Linked DNA regions of Sus scrofa: all the other regions are linked to region 1. Evidence: chromatin contacts called from public Hi-C and promoter capture Hi-C data. All regions are on one chromosome and are shown on one strand. The core of a region is the stretch at or near the end of the contact, and the rest is flanking DNA. Distances in the headings are between cores, read along the strand shown. Region 1 holds the start of SLC17A1 (solute carrier family 17 member 1). Region 2 holds the start of TRIM38 (E3 ubiquitin-protein ligase TRIM38). Region 3 holds the start of SLC17A2 (sodium-dependent phosphate transport protein 3).

Region 1 (2,799 bases), core at 214-2,713:
TCATATGCTACAGGTGTGGCCCTAAAAAGAAAAAAAATTTTGATAAGGAAAACACAGAATCTAGATGTAGAATACAGAAATAATTTCAAATCGTATCAGAGAGCAGTGTAAAGCTTTGGGACCAGCAATCAGGATAATGGTTCCTTCCTAGGTAATCAGTACCTAGAACTGGGGATATTGATACTTGATAGGAACATTATTTACTTGAAACATGGACCTTAAACAATGGCTGACCTGGGACATCCAATCAATAAAAGGCCTCCTGTCCCAGAAAATAACAGAAATTGCCAGCCTTCATGACAAACAGGACAAGTAATGCAAACACCCTGGAATAGCCAAATGGAAATAAGACTTTCATGGATTTCAGAAGAAGAAAAAAATTCCAGCTGAATATGGCAAGATATCAAAATCTCTTGAGCAAATGGGTTGAAGGTTTTCAGTACTGCTTTAAGAGGAAAATGACTAATTTATAAGCATCTTTTGTGTGCCAAACATGTAACATGCACTTGAAAAGATAACAAAAATGCAGTGTTCCCATTATGGCTCTGCGATTACCAAACCCGACTATTATCCATGAGGATGCAGGTTCAATCCCTGGCCTCAGCTCAGCAGGTTAAGGATCTGGCTTTGCCATGAGATGTGGTATAGGTTGCAGACATGGCTTGGATCCAGTGTGGCTGTGGCTGTCACATAGGCAGGCAGCTACAGCTCTGATTCGACCCCTAGCCTGGGAACCACTGTGTGCTGTGAGTGCAACTCCAAAAGGAAAAAAAAAAATGCTTAAGTATGTAGGAAGCTATAGTGCAAAATTCTTGCATTAAGGGCTTAGATATTCCTATCTGATAGGAGGTTGCCTTCAAAGAGTTCCAAGGTAAGATGCTCCCAAGCACAGCTATAGACAGGAGGCTGAACCAGGAGAACTTAAGTCATTGCAGAAGTGATGAGGGAATTCATACTCTTTCTGAGTAGCTTGAATATCAAACAGATGTGACCTTTGTTAAAAATGAAGTGGGGAGAGAAGAGGGAAGGAGAGGGAAGGTGAAAGGGGGCAGGAGAAGAGGAAGAGAAGAGGAAAAGAGGCAGAAGGGAAAGGAGGGAGGAAGGGGAGTGGGAAACCAATAGAGAATTTATAAGACATTGGGAAAGCCATAATATGCCTCTCCAAATAGTAGTGTACATGCAGAGCCACCCTCAATAGAAAAATCCTGGGAACACTTAAGGACCAGGCAGGTTCTAACTCCTTGTAAGGAAAGAGACTGGGGGGTATCTATTATGGTTATGAAATTACTAGCATATCTCTACGAATTCTCCAGTTCATTGGATGATTTTAACACTAGCACTCCTCCCCTGAAGATTCAAGGCAAGAATATAAGTGAAGTTAAAAATTAAGTTTTTAACTGACCCAGGGAGATCAAAGGATATAGTGAAGGATTTAGGTGACTGAAATAAGCAAATTTGGAAATTCTGGATTTTTGAAAGTTGTGAGGAAAGTCTTCACAAGGAAAGAATTGCTTGTCTGTCCTGAATCAGGTTAGTGATTAGATGCTTATATGTAACTCATAAAATAAAATGTATAATTCCCCAGAAGGATGGATAAGGTGGGCTTCTCTGTTAGAGATCTTGTCAAAGGTATTTTGCTATCTTGGGAAATTTTGGGGAAAGATATTTATTTTCACAGGTTTTTTACAAGGGAAATTAAACATATTTCTAGGGGTGAGTGTGAGGTAGAGAGTTACATGAAAAGACAAGGAAAGAAAAGTGTGCATTGTATGGTGTCTGTGGTGTATGAGATGGACAATGTATAAATGTATTTGTGGTGCATATGGTGGTGGTGTGTCTGTTTGTGTACTGAAATAAAGAGCAGTTCCAAAAGATGTTCCAATGTGTAATAACGGTGATTGGCAAATTACTCATTTAAAAATATTTTGCAAATGCAGTCCTAGGAATTTTAAGTGTTTTTTGGTGTCACATAAGCTGATGCGGTCAAAACTTTGTTGGATTCACCCACTCTGTTGAGCTTCCCCCAAGCAAATGCAGACCTGGGGTTGATTTGTCCAGGGTAATGGGGAGGGCATAGCAAATTATTTGCCTCTCCTTACAAGGGCACTGTTAAAAAAACAGATCTTTTAGTTCTATGAAGATATAAGAAAAATAAAAGAATTTACTTTACCTTTAATTCCTTTCCTGACATTCTTCCTTTCTTGTTATACATCAAAGTTTCTGACCCTTAGCAATCTCCTTTTGTCTGAAAAATCTTTTTACATTCCTGCAGGATAGGTTCCCTGGCAATAAATTCCCTCAGGTTTGTTTGTTTGATCATCTTTATTTCTCTTTCACTTTTGAGGGATTTCTTCACTGGATGTAGAGTTACGGTTTGACAGAATTTTTTATTTTCTATAGTTTTCAGGTTTTCTGTATATTTTGAATCAACAAAAATATAATAAAAGTGAAAAAACAGAGCAAATGGTTGATAGAATTGAAAGTGTGCTAGTGTGACAAATCAGGTTTCCTTTTGATTAATGTTTTAAATCAGAGAGGAGTGGTAGGTGGATTTTGATCAGTTCCTCCCTTCATTATGCTGATGTCAATGTGTTTTGCACTTGCAGTGGATAGAGAACAAACTTTTCAGCAGGAAGAGAAGCAACTGGAGCACCCTTATGCTAATGGATAACCAGGTCCCTCCCAAGAAAGGTAGGAATTATTTTCTGTTCCATCATATAGGCTTTCTTCTTGAATAGGACAGCATAGTTTCCATGTGAGAGGATTTTTTTCCCCCCATAAATGTAAGAGATCTCAGAA
Region 2 (2,799 bases), core at 196-2,695, 110 kb before region 1:
TTAAACTCCCACTCTTACCCACAAAGAACCATAGACACCAGCTTAATAAAATCCCCAGTGGAGACACAATCAGGATGATAGTGAAAGTAAAAAAGACATCCAGAAGAACCAGGGAACTCTATTAGCCCTCCCTGACCTGACAGAAAGAGAATTAGAAAAAGCTGGGGGAGTTCCGTTTGTGGCTCAGCAGGTTAAGAACACAACTAGTATCCATGAGGGTATGGGTCCGATCCCTGGCCTCACTCAGTGGGTTAAGGATTTGGCGTTGCCATGAGCTGTGGTATAGTTTGCAGACGCAGCTCAGATTCTGCATTGCTGTGGCTGTGGCCTAGGCAGGCAGCTGCAGCTCCAATTCAATCCCTAGCCTGGGAGCTTCCATATGCCGGGGATGCGTCCCTAAAAAGAAAAAAAAGGGGGAAGAGAAGGGGTTGGTTATGGGTAGCAGAGTTCCTGGAGAGCTAGGGAGGTTAACTGTTGCTTCTCCAGAGCAGGACCTGACTCTCAGGAGAACTGCAGGGTGACTGGAGCACGGGAGTTTGCAGAAGCCAGGATGTGGGGACATAGGAAGCAGATGGGGAAGGTAGGGCCTCTGTGGGACCCTGGGTGCTGGACCCCTGGTGTCCTTCAATGAGGACCCGACAACCCAGAGACTTTGGAGGAGGGAACAGGAGTGAAGAAGTCAGCCCTTTACCCACTGCTGCAGCTGCTTCGGGACCCCAGCCCTGCTCCCTGCTTGCCTACTCCTGGCAGTTGGTCAGGGAGGGCAGTGGAGGCTGGAGGAAGTTTAGAGAGTGACCTTTCTTTTGAAGTGACAGTACCAGAATTAAGAGCAGGGATTCAGCCAAAGTTACTGGAGAGGCCATTTCCCTCTAATAAGTAGAACCGGGCTCATGGAGCCACAGAGAATTTCTTCCAGAGACATCTGTTCTTTGGCAGGTTATCTCGCCCAGAAGGTCCACTAGGCTCCTCTCTGCCAGGGATACTGTGCTCCTGGGGAGAAGGACCTACCTCCCCTCCTCTGAGGCCCAAGGGTGCCTGTCTTGGGCCTTCACTCACCTCACACCCTGGATCTTCTGAGACTGGATGTGGAGGGTGGGAAAGGAGAAAGCAGACAGGGTGTGAGAGCTCTGAAGCCAAGGCCTGGCCATTTTCAGAGTTCCAGCAGGCTCTGTTCTCAGAAAACAACCCCTACCCACCCCGCGGCCGCCCACCACCACACACTCACATGCACATGTCTCCTAGCCCTCCGCCAAGAAAACCTGGGCCTGGACCTTTTCCACTCCCGTCACCACAGATAGTCACACACTCTCTGCTAGATCCCTCCGTAGCAGCCAGGAAGTTCACGCAGGCTACAGAAACTCAGAAGTGAAACTACTGTGGGAGGCGGAGCTCTGCCCAGCTGAGGAGGAAACCAGTGAAAATGTGCCCATCTCTTTTGCACTCTGCTTATGCTGAAAGGGAGGGGAGATGCTAAAGAAATTTTTTTTTTTTTTTTTTTTTTTTTTACAGCAGTAAAAGGGATGGATTGGTAATTCAGGAAGTTCTTTTGTGACTCTAGCACAGAGGATCTAAACCCAGGAAGTCTGCAGAGTTCACAGACTCTGACTTGAGATCTTTCTGCTTTTGCCACCAAACCCCTTGGGATTCATAACCTCCCTGGCTGATGTTACGTTTTGCTATTTTTAGGCTGCTTGTTGTTTTATAACTGCTCTGAAGGATGTGGTGAAAAAAAAGGGGTGGTACCATAATGGGGCTCATTGATGGCAGAAAATTTCTCCAGGCAGTCTCCCATTCTTTGCCCTGATACCCTGTCTCATCTGCCTCCTCAGTGTCCCTGTGAAAGATTCTCATCCTTATCAACAGTCAGAGTTGGGCACCAAGGACAGCAAACGGAACCACTAATGGCCCAGCAGTTAGTGGCCTCAGCTGAGAGCCATGTGAGCTGGGAGCATTGCTCAGTGCTCTCTGGGGGTCTAGGGTTGAGTACTTAGTGCCTCAGCTCCAGCCTCTCCAGTTCAAAATAGAAGCAAAAATACTGGGCCCACCCAATTTAGAGTTATTATTTAATGTGAAAAAACTAACTCAAAATAAGACCTTGCCACATGCATAACCTTAGGTGTAAGAGGTATTTGTGATAAGTGCACAGTGTTTGCTTAGGAAATAAATACATGCAGTGGCCCAGGGGAGCCAGTAAGGATGGCTAAGGACACAGGCAGGAGAAGTTAAGTTTGGATTCTGAGAGCTGCCTGGGATGAACTCTGGGTCCTGGGCCCCTGGCTGGGTGGGTCAGTTGCTGACCCTGGAAGTTCATGGTCTGTGCTAAGGGCATTGGACCTGCAGCTGGAGACTGGGGGGAACTTGATGCAGCCACAGTCCTGCTGGTTCAGCAGCTCAGGCTGGAGGCAAAATTGTGAAACAGCTTCCTCTCTTCCCACCCAAACAGGAGTCTCTCTTCAGCACTGCATCCTCCTGGCTGTTCACAGAGCCTTTGGCCGTTTTGCCACCAGGTGACTCACAGTGCCCTGGCATGTCCTGTGGTAGCTGGCCCCACACATGGTACAGGACACATCTACTCCCAAGGCAGCCAGCATGCAGACGGAAGAGAAAGAATGAGACCCCGAATCCTGACCCAATGCAGACTCTGTGCAGATTCGCACGACTTTCATTGTTGTGGATGCGACTCTGGACCCAGCTCATCCCAAATGTGTCCTGTCAAAGGATCAAGAAAAGGAAGCTAGTGAATGCCACCGAGTAAACAAACTACTGCTACCAACAGGCAATGACAACAAGACCAAAGCA
Region 3 (2,799 bases), core at 107-2,606, 89 kb before region 1:
CTGTGTGATTGACTTCAGGATTTTTTTTTTTTTTTTTTTTTTTTGTCTTTTTGCTATTTCTTGGGCCGCTCCCACGGCATATGGAGGTTCCCAGGCTAGGGGTCTAATTGGAGCTGTAGCTGCCGGCCTACGCCTGAGCCACAGCAACGCAGGATCTGAGCCGCATCTGCGACCTACACCACAGCTCAAGGCAACGCCGGATCGTTAACCCACTGAGCAAGGGCAGGGATCGAACCCGCAACCTCATGGTTCCTAGTCGGATTCGTTAACCACTGAGCCACGACAGGAACTCCTGACTTCAGGATTTTGAGACAAGAAAGCTATCCTAGATTTTCCAAATGATCCCAATATAATTATAGAAAGTTCTTAGGGAGGTAGGAGTGCCAGAGTTAGAAAGATTTGAAAATGTTATACTGCTGCCTCTAAAGATGGAGGAAGCAGCCATGAGCCAAGGAAGGCAGGTGACCTCAAGAAGTTAGAAAAGGTAGAGAAATAAACTCTCTCCTAAGCCTCCAGAGAGAGTGTAGCCCTACGACATCTTGATTTTGGACCCAGTGAAATCCATTTTGGACATCTGACCTCCAGAACTGTAAATACGTGTTGTTTTAAGTCACTAAGTTTGTGGTAATTGATTACAGCAGCAGAGCCCTAATACAGGGGAACCAAGTAGCAAAATTCCAGTAGGTTCCTTGTGGGAGTGTGGCGAGACTAACTCAGGCAAGGAAAATCAACTAAGGCAATTTGAAGCTAATAAAAGCAGAAAGAGCAAGACTTCATTTTATAAGGGTTGAGAATCAAGCTGGGAAGACCCAGTAGCAGCCACAGTCCAAAATTTAAGAATCACAAATTAAGAACAAGTCCAAATATCAAGATTCGAGCCGAGACTGGATTAGAAAGAGCACAGATATGAAACAGGAAGGAAGCCTGCAGGGTAGCTTCATGGGAAGATATCAGAGTGGTCAAAGTTCACATTTATTAAGCTGTGGGCCCCAAGTGCTTAAAGAAAACCTAGCTGATTTAACAATATTCTTTAATGGGAACATCTCATTTATTGAGGACCTACTACCAGTTAGCATATGTATTTCATTTAACTTGCCCAATATCCCCATGAGTTGAGCATTATAACCCTTGCTTTACTTATGGAGAAACCAACTCAAAAGAGCTTAAATGACTTGTCCAAGGAGACAGAAAACACTAGGAAGTGAAGATGGGGTTGACTTCTCTCCAGTTCCAGGAGCCCTGCTCTTTCTTCCATGCCTGCTCGCTCTTTCAGGAAAAAGGCTTGTTGACATTTTAAGCTGTATGCAGAGTTCAAAGCAGCAAAACATAGTGTCATCTTTTGAGATACTCATTCTATCAGTGAGAACTTAAAATGAAGTTAAAAATTAAGCAGCAAAACCAAACCCAGACTCTCTGCTCTGAGGATGTAGGGCTAAACCTGCCTGCCATGTGACGCATTATTTATCCTTGTGAAATTGTGGAATTATTTGAAAGTGAAGAAGGGATGAAAACTCTTTCTTTCTTCAAGGTAGCCTTATAGTCTAGGTCTTACAATACTGGTTTAATGGTGAAGGTAAGTGCATTTCTTCTTTTTGGGTTGGAGGATAATTACTAATCAATCAGAGCTCCATTAAGGGGAGAGAAGAATTTGAGGGGAAGTCAGAGGAAAAAAACATTATCAGCAGCCTAAGGGTCTCCATCTGCTAATCGTTTCATTGCTAAGTGAAGAGACTTTCTAAAAAAAAGTAATCAATTCAATCAGGACCCTAGAGCAAGGCTTGAAAGGCTACTGGTGACAGTGAACTCTGAACAATGGTCACGTCTCCAAGGATTCTGTGAGTATTAATTGTGACACCTCCATGAATTGGAGAAGCTTTGGCTGTGGAACAAAATACTGGATCAGAACTAACAAGGTTTGGGATTGGAGATTGTGACTCAGGAGCCTTTTCAGATTTCTGTGTGTAGTTGAAATTGTCTCTCAGAAAAAGGAAAATATGAGCAAAGTTGTGAATAATATTTAAGGCAAGAAAACTTGTGTACTTGTAGGGATGACCTGGTCTGTTGCCCTCCTTGTACAACGGAGGAAAGGTGCCCAAACAGATTATGATTAGTGCCTGTTAGTTCTATGGTGGGAAGCCCTGTGGTAGGCGAGGAAGATCCAGGGAAGGTGCCCTCTCTCAACCTGCCCAGAGAAAAATCCCAATTCCATAGCATAGATAGACTCACACAGGCCTGGAAGACACAGCCTGAGCTTGTTGCTTGGAGGAAAGAAGAGCAGACACCCCTGCTTATCTCCTGGGGAGAGGAGCTGTGAGTCTCCTGTGGGCAGGGCCCCAGGTGCACCTTAATTTTGACATAATCCTGCCTTGTAGGATCACCCACTCTTGGTGCTTAGTACATTTCTTTTTTTCATGATTAATTAATTCATATGAATTGATAGCATGATGTAAATGATCTCTGGAACAACTAGTTTTATTCCAGAATTACCAGTCTCTCAGATAAACATGATAAAATGGGCCTCGGTTTTACTAACCTGGAAGAAATGACTTCTTCCCATGTTGTCTGGTGTTTGTAGTGAGATGCATCCCTTCATTATCCATCTTCTGGATTCTAGTCCAGAAGAACCCACTTTTAAAAGAAAATGTTTAAAAACAACTTTGTAAAGCAAAAGCATTTTTGTGGAAAGACAGGTCATTTACTGTAATCCTGTGTTTATTAATCGGAGTGGACCCAAGTGCCAGTCTTGTGACTATTTATTATTCTGTCTGTTGTTAATATGAATGACATTTTACACTATAA

What was found. Promoter capture Hi-C pulls out the DNA fragments that hold promoters and counts their contacts. Hi-C and Micro-C count contacts between places; a contact is called where the count stands out from the background.
Region 2: a promoter capture Hi-C map of liver shows a contact between it and region 1, with 5 times the contacts expected there. The contact joins the promoter of TRIM38 here to the promoter of SLC17A1 in region 1. A contact is called at or near these places in 2 of 5 promoter capture datasets (fetal liver and liver) and 4 of 47 Hi-C or Micro-C datasets (embryonic fibroblasts, fetal liver, liver and 1 more).
Region 3: a Hi-C map of liver shows a contact between it and region 1, with 4 times the contacts expected there. The contact joins the promoter of SLC17A2 here to the promoter of SLC17A1 in region 1. A contact is called at or near these places in 1 of 5 promoter capture datasets (liver) and 9 of 47 Hi-C or Micro-C datasets (embryonic fibroblasts, fetal liver, liver and 2 more).

The regions. Positions count from the first base shown.
Region 1 is chr7:20,573,121-20,575,919 of Sscrofa11.1, reverse strand. It overlaps SLC17A1 (solute carrier family 17 member 1), which reads left to right and starts at 1,463. Exons shown (of 13, transcript NM_214344.1): 1 at 1,463-1,530; 2 at 2,607-2,691. The coding sequence starts at 2,658.
Region 2 is chr7:20,681,182-20,683,980 of Sscrofa11.1, reverse strand. TRIM38 (E3 ubiquitin-protein ligase TRIM38) reads right to left here and starts at 1,445. Exons shown (of 7, transcript XM_021098422.1): 1 at 1,226-1,445.
Region 3 is chr7:20,662,055-20,664,853 of Sscrofa11.1, reverse strand. SLC17A2 (sodium-dependent phosphate transport protein 3) reads left to right here and starts at 1,356. Exons shown (of 21, transcript XR_002345599.1): 1 at 1,356-1,573. All of the region lies in intron 1 of LOC110261475 (a long non-coding RNA gene), which reads right to left.